Regions from separate parts of the Gossypium hirsutum genome. Here all the other regions are linked to region 1. A link is a contact called in public Hi-C data. All regions are on one chromosome and are shown on one strand. Each heading gives the region's core, a stretch centred on a gene start, on an enhancer-like site or on the middle of the called end of the contact. The rest is flanking DNA. Distances are from core to core; before and after follow the strand shown. Region 1 holds the start of LOC107901484. Region 2 holds the start of LOC107901488 (probable beta-1,3-galactosyltransferase 12). Region 3 has its middle 14 kb from the start of LOC121218500. Region 4 holds the start of LOC107901487 (zinc transporter 4, chloroplastic).

Region 1 (4,602 bases), core at 1,894-4,393:
TCTACTAAGCAACAATACTCTCTCAAATTCTTCTTCGATTGTTTATAAACTAAAATTAAACTATCAATTAAACTAACTAATTTAATTTTCTTCCCTATTGCCTTAGACAATGTAAATGATAAAACGATGGTCAGTTGATTTGTTAATTGCTAACTAAGTTAATAAACCTATACATATTATATTGATTGTCACTTTTGGCTAGGAATCTCTTCTCGGTCTCATCCTTGACTAAAAGATACCACCTAAGTTCTCCTCTCAGTCTTACCTAGGCATATAGATCTCCTCTCGGTCTCACTATTCGATATAATCGTATCGAACTATCTAAGGCTAAACTCTTTTCTCGGTCTCGTTTATCTAGATTTTTTGCTAGATGCATCAATTCTATCGTATTAAGCATTTCGATATAATCGAACAACCAATTAATCAAGCATAAACATTAACTTAAACTAACAAATAGCCAATCAACCAATCATCAACAAATTTAGCACATGATAAAGCTTAACATCCAAATAGACATTTCATCAAATAGTTATTATGCACAATATAAAGATAAAGTAAGAAATGTTCATTTAGATGCGAAACCAATTGCACCTAAAAGCTTCATTCATCTTCATTTACAAAATATTTTACAAGATAGAAGACAGAAAACTACAAGAGTAAACTTTACTCTAAAATGAAAAGAGAAAACCTAACCTAAAAATTAAAAGAAAAAGAAAAGAGAAAGAGAAATAAAACCTAACCTAAAAGCTATAAACCCTAAAGAAACTTTTCAGCCACCAAATATCTCAAAACAAGGGTTTATAAAGTTGTATTTATATATAAAGTTGTATTTATACCCTACTAACACTTAACCTAACATTGACCATTATGCCCTTAAATAAAAAACAAATATAAGCTTGTTTGGGCACAAAATTGACCTTGCAATTTTTAATGTATTCAATCTAGTCCCTAGTGTTACAAAGTTATCTAACAAGTTTAACTTAGTTTCTAATTTAGTCCTTATCACAATTTAAGCTCATTAACTATCAATTTCTTCAAATTCAAACCTAATTCATCAATTCTTCTTTAATGACAACTTGCTAACAACTAAAAAATTGAACAAATTTATACATGGGCTAGCTAATTCAAGCTCCCATGATCAAAAATCTATAAAAATTTCAAAGATTTAGCTTGGTTACCTTGTGAATTGAATAGTCGAATGTTTCCTCAAAACCATGAAATTTTGTTTCTTTCTTTCCCTCTTTTTGTGGACGGTGGAATGTTTTTCATCTTTCTTTCCACTTAGTTAAGCATAAATAGTATAATTAGTAGTTTAATTAGTTTAACTAACTATGATTAATTAATTATTAAAGCATATATATATTTAATTTAATTATCAATCATGCTAAGTGTAAATCATTATCATATTCCACAATTAATATGAACAACAATGGTTTAACAACCATTTTGACCGTTTAGATTATTTTTAATTAGGTAATCAAGCATTTTTTAAATTAAAACTTGATAGTGATTGGACTTTTATAATTCAGTCATTGAGCTTTAATTAACTAATCTTCAATTTTTTGTCATAACAACTTCGTTAATCTTTATATTTCATCCTCATAGACTCGATTTATAGAAATGAAGTTCTGAAACCACATTTTCTGACACCACTTAAAATCAGGATGTTACAAACACTTCCAAAAGATACATCCATTCATGTGAATAAGTTGTCTATTCATGGCCAAATGAGGTAGCCTTTCTGATAATATTTTGTAGAGGTAAATGCATCCTTAGTAGCATAATGATCCTAAATAAATAAACTCCAAAACTTATCCCAAGATAAAGCCTGATAAAACAAGTAAAATCAACACATAAATCACCAAAGCTAAAAGATAAGATAAGCTTTATCCAATAAGGCAAGTTGATCAACTCTTCTTTAAGCCATCAATTTCGATCCACAAGGTTGAGACAAAACAAATAAATCCTGGGATCCATTTGCTTATGGTAAAATCTTATTAGAAGGCCTAAGTCAAAAACGTCAACACCTCATATCACTTAGGATGTCCCAAAGTCTTGTCTGAATAGGTGTTTGAACAATAGTCGAAACATCAGTCTTGGACAGCCTTGGTCCTAACAATGTTTTTAAGAAAAAAAATATCAACACTAACAATTTAAGTAGAATAATTAATAACTATTTAGACTAATTAATGACATTTATGTCAAATAAAGTATAAGGGTTAATAATAAAATTTAATCATAATAGAGGAATTGAAACCATAATTATATATAGACATCTACAATTGAAAATATACAAATAATTATTTGGTATACTAACGGAGATAAAAAAAATTTAACTCCACAAGTGGGGTTGAGGTATTATCATGTGTTTTTAAGGTTTTTTTTTGAAAGAATGTGTCCTTAAATTGTATTTAAAAAAGTAATAAATAAGTGAATATGACATGTAGCAAAATCTGCACGCGGGTTGAGAAGTTAAAATTTTTATTTTATCGCTTATGTATTAAACAGCCACTCAAAAATATAATATAAGAATGAAAATGAATATTGATTTAAGCCTGCAGGCTTTTAACTTGGATAATGTTTTGAATGTTAATTAGATTTATCACCAGATTGTATTGTTGATTGTTTGTATCAAGGTTATAAGTTTATGAATAATATAACCGTGTTCTGAATAAAATACTAATGCAGTGTTAAGATTTCATATGGATTTTAAGTCTGTAAACATCAAATTTAGGGTTTGAATCGTATAAAAATTTCCCCAAATTTGTAATGCTTGTTTCCACCTGTGCTACTTGAGTTGATATAAAGGAAGTTTTCAATGAATTTCAAAAAGAAAAGGAGAATTTGTGCAAGTATTGAGTCAATGAGATATAAAAAGAAGTTATTTTTGTATAAAAGGGTAAGGAAGAGAGATTAATATGTGAATAAATGAAAGGCAAGAGGCTTAAAGCCATGCCTTCATGTGCCAACTTAGAGAAATTTACCATAATTCAAGATTGGGCCTTCACAAAAGGAAAGGAATTTTATTTTTCTCTTTTTGGATCCTATTTACAGGTCTATGTACTGCCTCTGAAAGAAAAAGGGCCTATATAGCCCATGTTGGGAGAAGATAAAGGGAGGGGACACACATATGAAACATCGTCAAATTCGAATGAAAACAAATGCAAAATCGAACATAAAGCCAAAGAAAAATATTCCCCAGAAGTATAGAGCAGATCACAAGAAATAAAAACCCAAACATACGACAGTGGAAACAGAGAAGGAAAAGTTGACAGTTTTTCTTTCAAAGAAAAAAAAAAGAGAGGAAACAATGGTTTGGACGGTGAATCAACAGGTAGGAAGAGGAAGAAGTCGAATATGGGGAGTTGCATTGCTTTGTTGGCTTTTCATCATGTTGGTTACTCCAAAGGTCCCACTTTCTTACAGGAACCATCTCTATGCTGACATGCGCAACTTCGTAGGTAACTCTTTCTTTTACATTGTGTTTTCTAAGAAACAAGTGAAGTGAAGTGAAGGTATGGGATGGGATGGGATGGGATGGGATGTGGAAAAAAGAAGAAGAGAAAATTGTACATTAAAAGGGAAAATTTGCAAAATTTTATGTTTTCTCATTCTTTGTTTTGCTTATAGGAGTTCCTAACACGTTGAATGTGATCACCAATTTCCCATTTCTGATTGTGGGTGTTCTTGGGTTTGTTCTTTGCCTTGGAGGAGGAAGCTTTTTCAATATAAGGTGTTTTTTGCCCCCTTTTTTTAAAAAACTTAGATGTCTTTAAGTTGTAATTTGTAAAGGATAAATTTGTGACCATTTGCTGATTAACTGGTGTTTATGGACGGTGGATTGGTGGCAGATTGCCAGGAGAGCTGTGGGGCTGGCTGCTTTTCTATGGAGGAACTGCAAGTGTGGCTTTTGGTTCTGCTTATTATCATCTCAGGCCTGATGACAATCGAGTACTGCTGGACACCTTGCCGGTTAGCCTTGCAACTTTACTTCTTTATATTTTTTTTCTTTGTTCCTCTAGCTTTCGGTTCTTGATGGTTGTTTCCATCATTCAAATGTTGTTCTTAACACAGCTATTTGCCGTAGTTGAAACCATGAACTTCAATATTTTATTTTTGTCTACCCTTCGAATTTGCGCTTCATTGCTGAATACCAAATAGTTGAAATCTCACTTGCTTTGTTTCTAATTTGGTATTTTTATTGTGTTTTTACATAGAAAGAATCAGAAATTGCAGATGAGTTTCCATTCTATTTCATCCACAATCATAGCCCCTTTGGAATTTTACTACCTTATTTCTGTCAAATGCTCCATAACATCAAATTAATTCACATATGCGCAGATGATGATTGCTTATTCCTCACTTTTCTCTACTTTTATACTCGAGAGACTCGGAGAAAGAATTGGATTAAGTTGCCTTTTTTCACTAGTAGTTCTTGCTGTTCTAAGCACAAGTTATGCAAGGTTTGATTCTTTCTTGAGATGATCTTTTCATCTGTTCACTGAATTGGTCAAAGCTTGTCATTCAGATTTCGATTTGTTTTGGCTGAATAAGACTTGATTATTGTTTGCAGAACATTTAATGATCTTTGGTTGTGCATGA
Region 2 (5,270 bases), core at 1,497-3,996, 340 kb before region 1:
AGCTCATAACCTTAAAACTCATGATATTAGGTCAATAAACAATTATCCAAGTTTCGAGACAAATATGAGAGATCCCTTGACTTAAATATCACAAACTAAATAGTTGCAATGATAATCCTTTGAAGCAGACTTTATCATAGCTAACATATTTTTTCAAACCAATGAAATGCAATCAGGTGGACTAAAAACTAAACATGGAACATATTTCTATAGTCGATTCAATATAAAGAGTGATCAATATTCAACGGTAACAAATAGCAATGGAATCAAACACAAAGTAAAAGCATACCTGTCATTCCTAGCAGCTGCCAATGAAGCCACCACCTCTGCAGAGAGAACATAGATAGGACCATAAGCATGCAAGAAATACTCATTTCCAATCAGATGTCCTGATTTCTCATACCTGAAAATTTATACTAATAAATCCTCCAAGAATTTTTACATATTTCAAGGTAGAAAAATATGAATCATCAAAGAACTACATGAACAAATTTCATACCATTTCAGTTTAGGATCAGTGATCACCGGTCCCTTCTTCATGCACCCAATGTAAGTCATTGAATAGCTTCGTTCCTTAGCTAGAAGAGTCGCAAGCCGATCTGATGAAATCAAAACAATAAATTAACATCATATTCACCACATTGATACTATAAAGCACACTTTGGGATTACCTGGACGCAAATAAATGTCATCATCAGCTTTGACATAATAATCTGCTTCAAAAAGCTTAAAAGCTGCTTTGAAGAATGCCAATCTGAAAAGGATTCACACATACATGATACAGGCCATTGTTTACATCAATCAGATGGTGCTAAAATTAGTGTAATTTTTTTTTTCTTACGTTTTGTAAGGGAGCTTAAGATATTCTTCTTCAACATCAATGAGCATGAAATCTCTGTACTTTTCAATCTCTTTCTCCAGCATTGCCATTTTCTTCACATCTTTTGATTTCCCTATCACAAATCTGAAACCTAGACCAGTAGCTTGCTCCAGCCTTAATTTTTTTTTAAACAAGGGTCAATTGTTAAAATTTTGATGAATCAAAAGAACCCCAATTGAAAAAAAAAAGTGAATTATACCTCAAAAGGCCGTCTGGGTCGGAAGGAAACCAGGTGCTACGAAGGGCGGACCGGCGTTCACCCGATTCGAATCCGGTTTGGATGCCGACGAACCCGAGAAGCTTGGGGCGATCAGCCAAGCCTTTGTAACTGTCACCGCCGAACTTCCCGGAATCCGAGGAAGAGTAAAAGGTACGGAAAGTGTCCTCGGATGTACCGCAACGGAAGATGGGCAAGGGTTGGTTGCGGCGGATGGCGGAGAGGGCGAAGAGGGTGCCGGCGAGACCGATGAGGAGGCAGAGGAGTGAAAAGACGAGAATGGGCCAAGGAATTCGAGTTGAGGAAAAGGCGGAAAAGGGCTTTGAGGGCTTGACGGGTTTGGCGGAGTAGAAGGAAGGGAGCGGAGCGGATCCCGCGGAACCGCTGGAGGCGGAGGAGCGGTGAGAGAAGAGGGGCATTTTAGTGAATTACGGTGAATGGGAGTGAGAAAATATAGTAAATTGGTAATGAAGAAAAAGATTTAACAGCAGTCAATCACTGAGTGGAAGAGTGGTGAACCTTTGTAGGAGAGCGAAATGAACCTTGAAAAATACTGCACTTGATATAATTTCTGGTAGTTGGATATTTGTTGTTCTTTTTCATTTTTGCTCCTCTTTAAAGCTTCACCGAGCATGTTAAATCTGACTGCTTTTTTCTTGTGAAAAATAAAAACCCTTTATTGGATTCTTTCATTTCACATTCTCAAATTTGACTTTGTAACACTGTACTTGGAGTATTTGCAATGTACATGTTTCCATCCGGAGGGATTACATTTGCTTTCGTTAAGGGCCTTTTCCCCTCTCACAATGAGAAAAAGTAATTGGAGTCAAATTCGGTCCATGCGAATGAGAACAAAAGTTTCTGACAAATAATAAAAGCCAAAGCTTCAACCAATACAAAACAAAGGCCTTAATAGCCAATAAAGCTAATGCCCGAGTCAGGCAACCTAAGAGGATTCAACACTTGAATCAAAGGGAGCGAAGGTGGATTCAAGCCAATACAATGGTTGCCAACCCTTCCTTTCCTAGTGTTGGAAACGTCGTTGCAAACTTGAAATAACAGATAGGTGGAACCTAAAAAAAGATTATATAAAAACACGAGCCATCAAAGACTCCATGGGAAAAAGTCATTATTGGCATAGCAAATGGACCAGTCTTCGCGTCCGAGCAAATTACACAATAAAAAAAATAACGAGGGGAAAGCAAGCGCCACATATAAAGTCTCCACGAGAAAGGTAAAGGCTTATCCCGAAGCCAAACATTATTACTTCGAATAACGATCTCCATCACTTGGAAAACCCGGCCGATAGACTGAATTACAAGGGCGACAAAGTAGGGGTGGTGATGGACTACTTAACCGCCAAACGACTGGTTGCGATAGAGGATTTTCTTTGCTTAAAAATGGGTTGTTGACGCTGGTCAATGAGATTGCTAGTGGTGGAGATGAAGAGCAGAAGGAGAAGGGATTATGGATGATTTTTTACGACAATTCGATGATCAGAGGATGAAATCAGAGTGGTTTTTGATACCTTGTACGACGAAAGGGGTGGGTGAAAATCCAACCAATGGTGCAAGAGCTTAATCCATATATTTTTGGTACGGTAGCAAAGTTCTTAACCCTTAAACTCTTTCCAAGGTTAAAGCCATTTATTGCCGTCTTTTTTTCTATTGAATCTTACCCATTTTTATACTGTATAAATACTTTGGTTTTTTATTTGAAAAATATCTCAAGGTTTTAGCTTAGCCATTTTTTGTACTAATTACATTGTAATCTGCAAACAACACTTGTATTCATAAGCACTCAAACCTTCTTATATTTCTCATAAAAATATTTTCCTTTATTTTTTATTTTTTTTCAAACCCTAAATTACGTTACCTATAGCATGGATTGTATCAAATGCAATGAAAGAAAATAAATTGATACAAGAAATGAAGGCACATTGTCCATTGTCAGTAAAATTATAAAGTGAAAACCATAACTATATTCTTTTATATGTAATATATATTCAACCGAAATAATTGATTAACTATATAAGAGTCAAAATTTTCAAAATGCTCATGTAAAGGCCTAACCTTTGCAGAATTGCTCAAATCAAAGTCAAACCTTTCAAAGTGCTCAATAAAGATATGGTTACTATCAATATTTATTTGACCTATGGATATAATATTGATTTAAGAAGTTGAAAAGGGTAAAATATGTTAAATATTATGTGAATAACACATTGCTTATCCGGGCAGAATAATTCCACTCTTATTTTTTCAATTATACAATAATAGAATTATTTTTATTTTATTATGTATGAAAATAGTTTTTTTTTTACTTTTCATATTTAGTCACATTTTTTTTCATTTGATCACTAAAATAAAGTTATTGTTGTTGTTAACCATATACAAAGATAAAGGTTAATTATGAATAGATAAGTTATAACCACAATGCATTCTTATTATAAAATATGTGTTTTTAATATTTTATTAATATATTAATATAAATTTCCATTAGGACTTGAAAATTTTTTAGAATCTAATCGTGTCCCGGTTGACTCATAAACAACTATAATTACATGTTAATTTATTCTGTTTACCTGTTTTATTTAATATATTATATTATGAGAATATTATTAAATTGTTAATATAATTTAAATTTTAACATAGATTTCAACTAATGAATATTATTTCTCGGGAATCAATTTCCAATACATTAATCAAATGTATCATCAACATGTATAAGAAAATATAAATATAATAGTGAAAATATTAATTTAATGGATAAACTATAAAAATAGTCACTTTTGTTTGTCTCAGATTACATTTTAGTTACTTATGTTTGAAATGTTATATTTTAGTCGCTTATGTTATCGTTTTGTTACAAAGTGGTTACTCTACCGTTAAGCTTCGTTACCTCCCTAACGGAGGTCCTACATGGCAGTCCAAATGGGTTTTAAATGCCAACTTGGATATCCTATATGGCAGTCCAGATTAATTTTTTTAATCAAAACCCTATTTTCATCCCAACAACTGGACATTCAAGTTGGCATTTAAAACTCATTTGGACTGCCACGTAAAACTGCCGTTAGGAAGGTAATGGTAGAGTGACCACTTCATAACAAAACGATAACGTAAGTGTCTAAAATGTAACATTTTAAACATAAGTGACTAAAATATAATCTGAGGTAAACAAAAGTGACTATTTTTATAGTTTACCCTAATTTAAAATATAAAATAGATTCATAATTATTTTAAAATTGTCTCGCACATCGTGCGAGAGTATTCTTAATATTATATATAATTTTTTTCTTGTATACTTAATAATGGGGATTTTTACCTAAATAATATTAAAAAATATTGACATGACGTGTTCCAAAAATTATGTATCAAAATGGTACATTCAAAGGGGTGGAGGGTGGTGCATAGGCGGCACGACCCTGGATTCTGACAAAAATTAGTTAAAAATAATAATCTTTTAGTAGTGGTGCCAAAGTGATAGGCGGCACCACTTAGTCCTCTCTGGTATATACGCGATATAAAAATACAGAAGGGGTATGAGGGTATGGTACCTATCTGATAGGCGGCACCAGTGACCCCTATCTAATAGGCGGCACACCTAGCATTCCCCCCCTCCACACTCCCCCATCCTGCTCAATTTGAAAGTATCAATTTAAAAAAAAATAGTAAAATAAGAGAGGGAGAATAGAAGAAAGAAAGAAAAGAGAAGAAAGAGAATGTATTATTATTTTTATTGTTATTTTCAAATATAATAGATTATTATAAGAAAAAATTATTTTGTTAGTATTATATAGTTTGTTTAGTGTTATTTTTATGTTTTGTTTATTGTGATTTGTTAGTAAGTTTTGTGTTTAGATTAATGGCATGTTTATTGTGAATGTTATGTTTTAAATTTTTTTTTAATATATTTGAGAGTTTTTATGTTAGTAACTATTATAAAGTAATTGTTAGTTAGTGATAACAACAGGAAAAAATAGATAAATACTGAAAATATATTTGTCATAGATATTGTTAGAAATGACAATAAATTTGATATTGTTAGGAATTGTCTCTTTCCATTCATTAAATTTTTTATGTAAGTATTTTTATGCTGTTTGAAATTGTTTTAAGAAATTTTTGTTTATTTTTTAACAAATTGAGTATTGAAGATGGATAATCAGTTTTTCGTATT
Region 3 (4,585 bases), core at 192-2,691, 390 kb before region 1:
GAAACAGCTCAAACAGGGCCTAGAAGCCCTTTGGTATCCAGAAGTTACATAAGGTCGTCTGCATTCGAGCACCATAATGATTACAAGGGGAAAGTGGAGCTGTAGGAACCCTAAACCACTGAACCGAAGAGGTAGTGGAAACTTGGTCATGGTCCTTAACCTAAGGGACCACCATGGACCTGGGGCACCAAAAACTCTACAAATTCGGCAATGTAAATGGAGGTAGTTGCATACCAATCCACCTTTATCTTATCGACGGCAATTTCCCCTCAAAAAGGGCTCTCTTTTCTCATTCACCTTTATTAGATTTGTTCACTTGCTTTTCTCTGGGATTAACCAGAGGACAAGCTTCGTCGTTCTCTAGTTCATCTTGGTCTTACAAGAACTTGGGAGCATTCTCAAAGAGATTAAACAAAATTATAACTCAAAAGATTATGAATATATTTTATTTTTATATTATGCACATACTAAAGTATAATTTAACAATATTAAATCAAAATAGCATTAGTAAAAGAAGGGTGAAGAAAAATGTGAAGTTGTTATGGATATAACCAATATGTGTTTTAAACAGCTATGCAAGCATGACATAAAAAGTGAAGGGAACAATTCCCACCTCACCCCCTCCATACTCATCTCTAACCAACCCTTACATAATTTAAAGGAGATACATGAAAATTAAGGACAGATTTAGATATCTAAACCCTAAAGATAAACTAGTTGTATGAGTTGTATCTCATGTGAAAATCAAATAAAAAGGGTTAAATTAATGCAAGTCACCCTTCCCAAGGACACCACATCCCTACAGTCCAAGGGGTCTCACTGAACGCCAAATTCCACTGATGGGACTCCTCAAGTTCCATTGACACCCAGCCTAGAGCTCGTGCCAGCCATTGATCATCATCACAGACGTCCATTTCCTTTACTTCATCTACCATTACACTTTTGTTATCGTTAAACCCCATCCCAATAACCAATAACTCCTTCGTGGGTGCCACCAACTCAATGCCAGCCATCACACTGGACGACGAGTCAGACATCGAAGCCCCGCAGCTCTCGCCAAAGAACGGAAGAGACGAAGTTACTGTGGGCGAAGCGTTGTAAGAAGAGCTTGTCACTGTTATCTCTTTGTATAGCTCTTGCATTATCTCCTCCAGTTTCTCTTTTTCGACCGAACCCTCGTTGGAAAACTCGCTTTCGTCGTCGGATTCCGCCAGCAAGACGCTCAAATTCCCGGAAAATTCGCCGGAAAGTTCAGCCTCCGGGGACTTCGATTCTTCTCCTTCTCCCCCTCCCCCTCCCACTCTTATCGTCATCGTGTTTTCTTTTTCTTTTTGAGAGAAACGCGTAATATAAAGAGAAGATGTCACGTAGGATGCAAGTGTAAGAGAGATGACGCGGCGAGCAAAGAGTGAAAGAGGTGACTAAAAAGTGGGCCCCAATGATTTGTCAACATTATAGCAATAGAAGGTTTCTTTTGGTTCAGTATACCAATAGAGTTGGTAAGGCCTTGTTTGGAAGGTTAACATTACATTTTTGTGGTCAGAATTTTGCTTTTGGTAATTTATGTTAATTTAATATACAATTTTAAAAATATATAAAACCTTACATTTACGATGCATATTAATTTTTGTTTAAAATTATTTAAAAATCGAAGAAATTAATGTATTTAAATTCTATTAATGATATTTAATATTAGAATAATACTAAAATCCATCATGGTTTGAGTATTAATACTACTTAATTATAGTTTAAATAATGTTATTAGAGAAATTATTTGGAAGTGTCATATAAGGGTGAGGCCGCTTGTGGAATAAAATAATATACTGCGAGTGTATCAAATACTCACTCATATTATTAATATATTTTTATAGATTATGTGTTATATATTGTTAAATTAATTTGTTTTAATGTTATAATTGTTAATACTCGATTTTTATATTTATTTTTCCTCAATGAATATAATTAACTCTTATTATATTTGAAAAATAAATAAATTTTATTTTAATATGTGCCTTTTTCTAACTATATTTAAACTTAACAATTTAATATTTACCAGTCTTAAAAGCTAAGCAAAATTTGAAAGTAAGACTTTATATTTAATATATAAAAATCTATATAAAATAAATTTAAACGAAAATGCATGAAACAACTTAAAAGATTAAAAGGTCATTTACCCAATATGGAAATAAGTGCTTGAAATGGAAAGTGTGACATGTCTAAAAATTGTAATGTGAGCATAGATACTTATTCCTTATTTAGCTAGAACCTAATAAAATACATTACTAATTTTTTATTTGATGCGATGCACGGACTTGTTGTATATATCTTTTAAAATATATTTATTTGTTAATTTAAATTAATTTTTAAAATTGGTAAGTTTTAACAAATAAAAATTAAAATCGAATGTTTCTTTATTCATCATTTATGATATTATAATGATGGTAAATATATTTTTATATATGATACTAAATTAACAAAACAAATTTTTAAGTGTATATTTATTTCAAGATTTTTAATGTAATTCCGTAATTATTAATAGTAATATATACTAAATATGTATATATTCATGTTAAAAATTATCGTAACTATTGTAAATTTTTAAATAATTTAATTAATTAATATAAAAACCAATATGGAAAAAGTAAAAGAAGATACGTGTTTATTTTGATATTTTGTCCCACATTAATTATATTCATTTAAAAATGTTTAAACCAGCCTTAAAAGAACTATAAACTAAATTTTTTAAAGCTTTTTTTATTAACGACATGATTTATTCAAAATATAATTGGACAGAGTTCAATTTAATAATTATTTTAAAAATTTTATTCAAATTCATCATTATTAATAAGCGGTTATTTCAAAATTAAATGTAACAATTAAAATTTAATAAGGACTAACATCATAATTTAAAAAAAAGTAAGTAAATTGATTTCAAGAAGAGAGATTAAATTGTAAAGAAAGGTATATATGAACATGTGTCATCTTAATTTAATGTCAAATGTTACAAAATTACAGTATGAACATAGTGTTTATTTCCATTTTTATAATATAATTAATTATACCCTACGTTTAGATCAAAATTTAAATTAGTATACGTTCATTGTTTTAGCTACCATCTCTAGTGGTACACACCAATTTGAATATGATGCGGTTATCTTTTTCCAAATACGTATAGATTAATAAATCATTTTAAAATATTTTTATTTAATTAGCTTGAGCTTAGTTAATTTTGAAAAAAAATTAAAATTAAAATATTCTTTTAAGTTTTTTTTACTCATTATACATTTAAAATATAGTCTTTCAACTTTTATTTCAAAAAATTTAGTTGTTTTATTTTTTGAATTTAAAAAATACAAGTCCAATAGTTAATACCATTAAAATTCTTTTGTTAAATTTGTTAAAAAGAAGAAAAAACCTATAAAAAGTGAGACCCCTTGCTGTAATCCCTTGAAGGCCGATAAATACAAGGGTTTTTTATGGACCTACATTGTGATTAAAATATTTATGTATAACAATTACCCCTAATCAAAAGGAAAGTTATAAAATGTGCTTGCTTGATACGAAAAGCAATGGTAAGGTCTTTGTGTTGTAGACGAGGTCAATTTGATTTAAAAAAATTTGTTTGTATTTCTTCTTACAAAAATTATGATAACTCACAAATATTTGGAATTATACTGGCATCATAGGCATTGCAATCGTTCATGAGTATTAAAAATTATGCTAACACTAAAGCTAAAGCAACTTATTAACAAAGGGCACTAAATGTGACTATTGACCCATAATCTCAAGAATATTTTATGTATATCTTTTCCTTATTTATGCATATTATTTTCCTTGACTTACGAGTTAATTGGAGCTCCTACTTGTATATAATCATCTTATTATTCTATAATGATATACAAGAAATACAACAGCTTTTTTTTTTCTTATTTTATCATGGTATTGGAGTATGGTTAGAATTCCAGTTCTTTCTTTTAACCATGACAGAAGACTGTTCTTCAAAAACCCCTCAAACAAACCTTGAAATATTTTCACCCTATATCCTTCATGCTTTTGACAACCCAGGGGCATCTTTAGTAACTTGTCTCCTAAAAGAAGAAAATTACCCCACATGGCGTCATGCCATGACAAATGCTTTGCAAGCCAAAAGTAAATATGGCTTTGTTGATGGATCCATTACACGTCCATTATTTGGAGCACAAGAGGAATCTGCATGGATTAAATGCAATTCAATGGTGCTTTCTTGGATATTTAATTCTCTTCATCCTACACTACATGATAGTGTAGTATTATTTGTAACATCACAAGAATTATGGGCAAATTTATAAGAGAGATTTTCTCAAGTTAATGCTCATCGTATTCATCAGTTGAAAACTAAAATGATTAATACCTTATAGCAAGGGATGACTGTCTTCGCCTATTATACCAAATATTTAAAAGGGATTTGGGATGAGCTTAATACTTAGTCTCAAATTCCACCTTGTACATGCGGTTCAACAAAGGCACTAGCTGTGGAGAAAGAGAAAGAAAAAGTGCATAAGTTTCCATGGGACTGAATGAAAAATACAAAACGACCCGTTCTCAG
Region 4 (4,747 bases), core at 2,226-4,725, 310 kb before region 1:
ACCAAATTAATAAAAAAAATGTAAACGATGAGTACAAGAACTAAATCCTCATTTAGAATTTGTATATATCATTAGCTTTCTCTCTCTATCCAATTCGAGGACAACTCTCCAACGTCACTACTTAGAATCCTCCATTAACACACTTCCTCATCTTCACGGTCTTTCGAATTTTGTATTGTTCTTGCAAAATAAAAGCATTAAACATCTTTTCTTCTTTTGCTTTAATGGCTGTTGTAATCCCAAAATAAAAGGAGAGAAAAATTCCCAAAGAATTAATTTTCAAGTAACTGGAAGAAAAAGAAGCTGATTCTCTCGTGAAGAAGCAAACTTCTTCAACTACACACATGATACACATTGTTGGTGCAAAAAAGAAAAAGAAAAACTTCTTGCAAAGATTGAACCATCAATACCATTGAATTTTGGCTTGTTATTGTCACCACATATATATGTATATAGAATTGCATGTTTTACAACAGGAGAAAAAGGTGTGGAGCTTGACCAGTACTATATCATCAGTATAAGCTTACAACATATTTCTTTTTTCAGCAGCCTTCCTCCTTTCCATTGTGGAAGGAAAGAACAAAGAAAAGGGTTCTATGGTTTGTGAATGAATTCCCAAAAATAATTGCCAAAATAAAAGAACTAACAAAACCAACAGTAGTGAAGTTTTTAGGCCCAGATGGCAAGGGAAGCCATTAAACCAGCTCCTAGGAAGAGCATGAAGTAAGATACTACTTGAAGTCTAAAATTGCAGCTCATCCTCTTACTTAAAAAATCTGCAGCAATGAGATCTACTAATGCCATGTAAACTAGAATTCCAGCTGATAAAGAATCTAGGACTCCTTCAATAACCAGAGCTGCTGGGCTGTAATGATTGTAGAACGATGCGATGGCGATCCCTATGCCAATTCCAGCTGGGGTTGTTATGGCGAAAAAACATGCCATGATTGTGGCTGATAGGGTTTTGAATAGAGCTTGGGAGATGCACCCTCCGAGTGCAAACCCTTCAAAGAATTGATGAAATGATAGTGCTGCAATTAGAGGCCTTATTGTGCATGGACTCAGGGAAACACCCAATGATAGGCCAATGATGACCGAGTGTGATACAATTCCAAGCTCCAAAATCTGCCAAAAAAAGAAAAGAAAAGAAAGGAGACGTTACAACCACGGAAAAATATGCAAATGCCAGGAGCTCAAAACCTTTTTGACCCAGATTTTTATCAGCTATTAATCTGGAGAAGATAAAAGTTTAGGAGCAATCAAAACATATTGTCGTCTCACTAGAATTCTACCATTAGATTCGTTAGCCTAAAAGTCCACAGAAGAAGACTCCTGATTTAACATCAAACCTGTTAATAGTTGTCCATTTATTAGATTGGTAAACTATCAAAATAGTAACATTTTAATTATTGAACCATTAATTACCATTAACGGTGTAATAATAAGCTGATATGGCACGTTAAATTATTATTTCGAATAAAAATTTCAAGTTAAATTATACAATTGATCTCCATATTTTTTTTTGTTTTGAACAATTTTTTTTATGTTTTTTAACACTTTTATTTATTTTTTATTTTCTTCTGTTTCTTTCTATTTTCTCCATTCTCTATCTTTTAAAGGTAAAAGAAAAACAATTAAAATACTTAAAATGAATAAAATTATAAAAATTAATTGTATAATTTAATTTAAAATTTTCTTTGAAAATGATGATTTATTACCGTTACACTGTTAACGAAAATTAACGTTCAGTGATTAAAATATTATAATACGATAATAATACGATAACGTAAATAATTAAAATATAACATTTCAAATATAAATAATTAAAATATAATAAAAATAATTAGATTTGTAAGCATATTTAACGAGGCCCCATGACGTAAACAATTAAATTTCAACGAAGTTTAAGAAATAATTTACCTGGGAAACAACGACATGCCTCACGCCACTATCATCATCCTCACCTCCATGCTCATGCCCATGTCCATGTCCATGACTATGACCATGTCCATCATCATGACCATGATCATGTGCACGACTCCTCAATAAGCCATCACAGCCATCTTGTCCATGTGGATGACTGTGCCTATGATGTGCTGCATGCGCATGCATCCCAACGATGTGCATTCCCCCACCTTCCTCTTCCCCAAAAACCTTCCCATTCCCATCCTTGGTTTCCACAACTAGTACAATCCCAGAGTCTGAATCCGGGTCTAACGAACCCACTCGACCCTGTTCTTCAGTACTTGCTTTAGCCAAACCTTGTTTCCTCTCATAATACTGAGTCCCCACGAAATCAACAAGCAAAGTAACCAAAGAGGCAACCATGGCGAAGAAGCCCGGGAATGGGAATTTGGACCAAGGGTATTCCGGCAAGCAAGGATTTGTGAGAGCTTCGGTACCACCGGCGAGCATGTGGACGAAGCCCGTGGCCAGAATCACGCCGGCAGCAAAGGCCTTAGCGGCGACAAAGAGGCTCCCATCTGTACGGAGGAACTTACGGTGCTTCCCGATGAGTGGAATAGCGACCCCGGCCACACCGGCGAGGAGGATTGAGGCTATAGCTATCAGCTTTAACTTCAACGCCGCTGATTCGTCACGGCAAATCTCTAGCTCCGAGGATTGGCAGCTCGTGTTGCTCATTGAATCGGTTATTGTTTGCAAAAAGGACTCTGTTTATTCAATTGAGTGAAACAATTTAAAAAAAGAAGATTAAAACTGATAAAACATTAAGCACAATTGAAGAATTTTGAGAAAAGTAGACAAGTTTGCAGCTCAATTGGGTTGAATTATGAAATCCCAGAACCAAAAATAAATGTTTTTCGAAAATTTAATTCATTTCCAAAATTTTCCCACCACTCAGTAACCTCGTAAACTTAAAAACTAACAAAATGGTGTTGGAAATTACCTGGGAAAAGCCTACTCTTCGACCTCAAACGATCAAGGCGGAGCAGCGGCAATATATCCTAAAAAAGAAAAACCCAAATAAACACAATGAATTAAGAAAAAAAAACAAGGAAAACCCAGAAACAATAAAGAGAAAGGGGTTTCAAATCCCGAAGAACAAACCTCAAAGATGAACATGAGAATCGAGAATCTAAAGCAAAACAAATGGTGGGTGCAAAATATATAGAGAGGGAGAGAGATAAAAAGAGGAAGGAAAAAAAAGGGTATCCTATACTTTTGTTGCTTTTTAGAATGACAAATCAAAGTGAAGAAGAGGATTGAAGAATCTATGAACAATACACGTACATAGGGTATAGAGATGTGTGAAAACACAGCATTTAAGATGATGGTGTTAAATGGGTAGCAGTAATATATGGGGGCAGCAAGCAGAGCATAGGAGACGATGGAAAGACATTCAGAAATGAAAGGGAATAATAAGGAGAGAGTGTCGACATTGTTTGAGGAAAAGGTAAGGCAAGAGGAAGAGGTGGCGTCCATAGTTGCGAACTTTCGTTAAAATATGAAGTTAACTATGTCGACATTGTTTCATTTTATCCATTTGTTTCCACTCACATCCATGTTACCATCATTTCTTACATTTTCCTTTTGGCGTGTGGAGTGAAGTTAAAAAGTTGCATTCCATAAAATATTAAAACAATATTGACTGCAAAGAAGAATTATAAAATTAAGTTATTTTAAGAAATATAAAAATTCAAATGCAAAAGATTCCTAAATTTCCTTGAGATTAGAAAATATTCTCAGTTAACAAATTTGAATTCCGATCTCAACTTTTATGTTCTATTATGCGGGTAATTTATCAAAAAAGTCTTTTTTTTTTCAAAAATTATCAAAATGGGCCAATTATTTAATTATTTACCGAAATGGTCCATTTTCCGCGAAATCGCGTCCACGTCAACGCAATGTCAGGGTACGCGCTAGGAAATCGCGTCCACGTCAGCGCGATTTGCTTACGTGGACACAAATTGCGCCCTCTAGGACGTGATTTGCTGACGTAGATGAATAGTTTCTCATTTTTAGCTTGGAAAACTTTGAAAGGCCATAACTTTTCGCTCGGTTGTCCGATTGAGACGAATTTTTTTTTGATTTCGAATAACTTTTCGAGATCTACGCGCTGAAAAACAGCCGAAGGCGGTTTGCCGCACTTTTCATCGAAAAAGATCCTTTTTTTCCCCTAAATTTTGATTTTTTTCGGTTTAAAATTAAATTTTGAAACATTCAAATCATTATTTTCCTTATTTATTTGAAGTAAACACCGGATTTTTTTTACAGAATTATTGTATTATTTCTTCTGATTTGACACGTGTATGGAATAGGTCCGATAAATCGTTAGAACGTAAGTAATATAATTAAGATAATAACAATATTTTTATAATATATCAATTAATTAGTTTAGTTTAGTTGGTTAAGATGCTTGCTCTTTTCCCTTAGTATCTTGGTTCGAATCTTGTTGGTAACAATTTTAAATCTTTTTTGAATCAATAGCAACAAGTACAAAAAAGATTCAAATGGCACATCACATTCCTCAACAATCAACTCTTTTAGCATAGAAAATGAATTCTTATGATTTGAATCAATAGCAACAAGTACAAAAAAGATTCAAATGGCACATCACATTCCTCAACAATCAACTCTTTTAGCATAGAAAATGAATTCTTATGAATTTGTTGTGCCGTATCCTCTTTGCGTTCCTCAAATGGCAGATTGTGATTTTCTCCAAGTTAGGAAAAGCAACCTGCATAATGATAGAAAATGCTAATTACAATTAGAAATAACTTATATA

Evidence for each region. Hi-C and Micro-C count contacts between places; a contact is called where the count stands out from the background.
Region 2: a contact with region 1 is called in a Hi-C map of leaf, with 4 times the contacts expected there. The contact joins the promoter of LOC107901488 here to the promoter of LOC107901484 in region 1. A contact is called at or near these places in 6 of 34 Hi-C or Micro-C datasets (callus and leaf).
Region 3: a Hi-C map of hypocotyl shows a contact between it and region 1, with 2.3 times the contacts expected there. The contact joins the enhancer-like site here to the promoter of LOC107901484 in region 1. A contact is called at or near these places in 9 of 34 Hi-C or Micro-C datasets (callus, fibers, hypocotyl and 2 more).
Region 4: a Hi-C map of leaf shows a contact between it and region 1, with 2.2 times the contacts expected there. The contact joins the promoter of LOC107901487 here to the promoter of LOC107901484 in region 1. A contact is called at or near these places in 3 of 34 Hi-C or Micro-C datasets (leaf and seedling).

Annotation. Positions count from the first base shown.
Region 1 is chrD06:18,854,623-18,859,224 of Gossypium_hirsutum_v2.1, reverse strand. LOC107901484 reads left to right here and starts at 3,143. Exons shown (of 7, transcript XM_016827513.2): 1 at 3,143-3,461; 2 at 3,631-3,733; 3 at 3,852-3,972; 4 at 4,342-4,463; 5 at 4,574-4,602. The coding sequence starts at 3,311.
Region 2 is chrD06:19,189,479-19,194,748 of Gossypium_hirsutum_v2.1, reverse strand. LOC107901488 (probable beta-1,3-galactosyltransferase 12) reads right to left here and starts at 2,746. Exons shown (of 7, transcript XM_016827524.2): 1 at 1,080-2,746; 2 at 842-994; 3 at 672-754; 4 at 500-599; 5 at 290-403. The coding sequence starts at 1,516.
Region 3 is chrD06:19,246,882-19,251,466 of Gossypium_hirsutum_v2.1, reverse strand. No RefSeq gene overlaps it. Among protein-coding and RNA genes, the nearest start is that of LOC121218500, 14 kb to the left of the region's middle. Within about 2 kb of position 1,441, at least 9 of the 9 cell types and tissues checked have an H3K27ac peak or open chromatin away from gene starts, as enhancers often do. A contact at or near this core is called in fibers, hypocotyl and leaf, where this site is marked.
Region 4 is chrD06:19,167,633-19,172,379 of Gossypium_hirsutum_v2.1, reverse strand. It overlaps LOC107901487 (zinc transporter 4, chloroplastic), which reads right to left and starts at 3,475. Exons shown (of 4, transcript XM_016827523.2): 1 at 3,070-3,475; 2 at 2,909-2,966; 3 at 1,921-2,672; 4 at 396-1,125. The coding sequence starts at 3,444. The coding sequence ends at 670.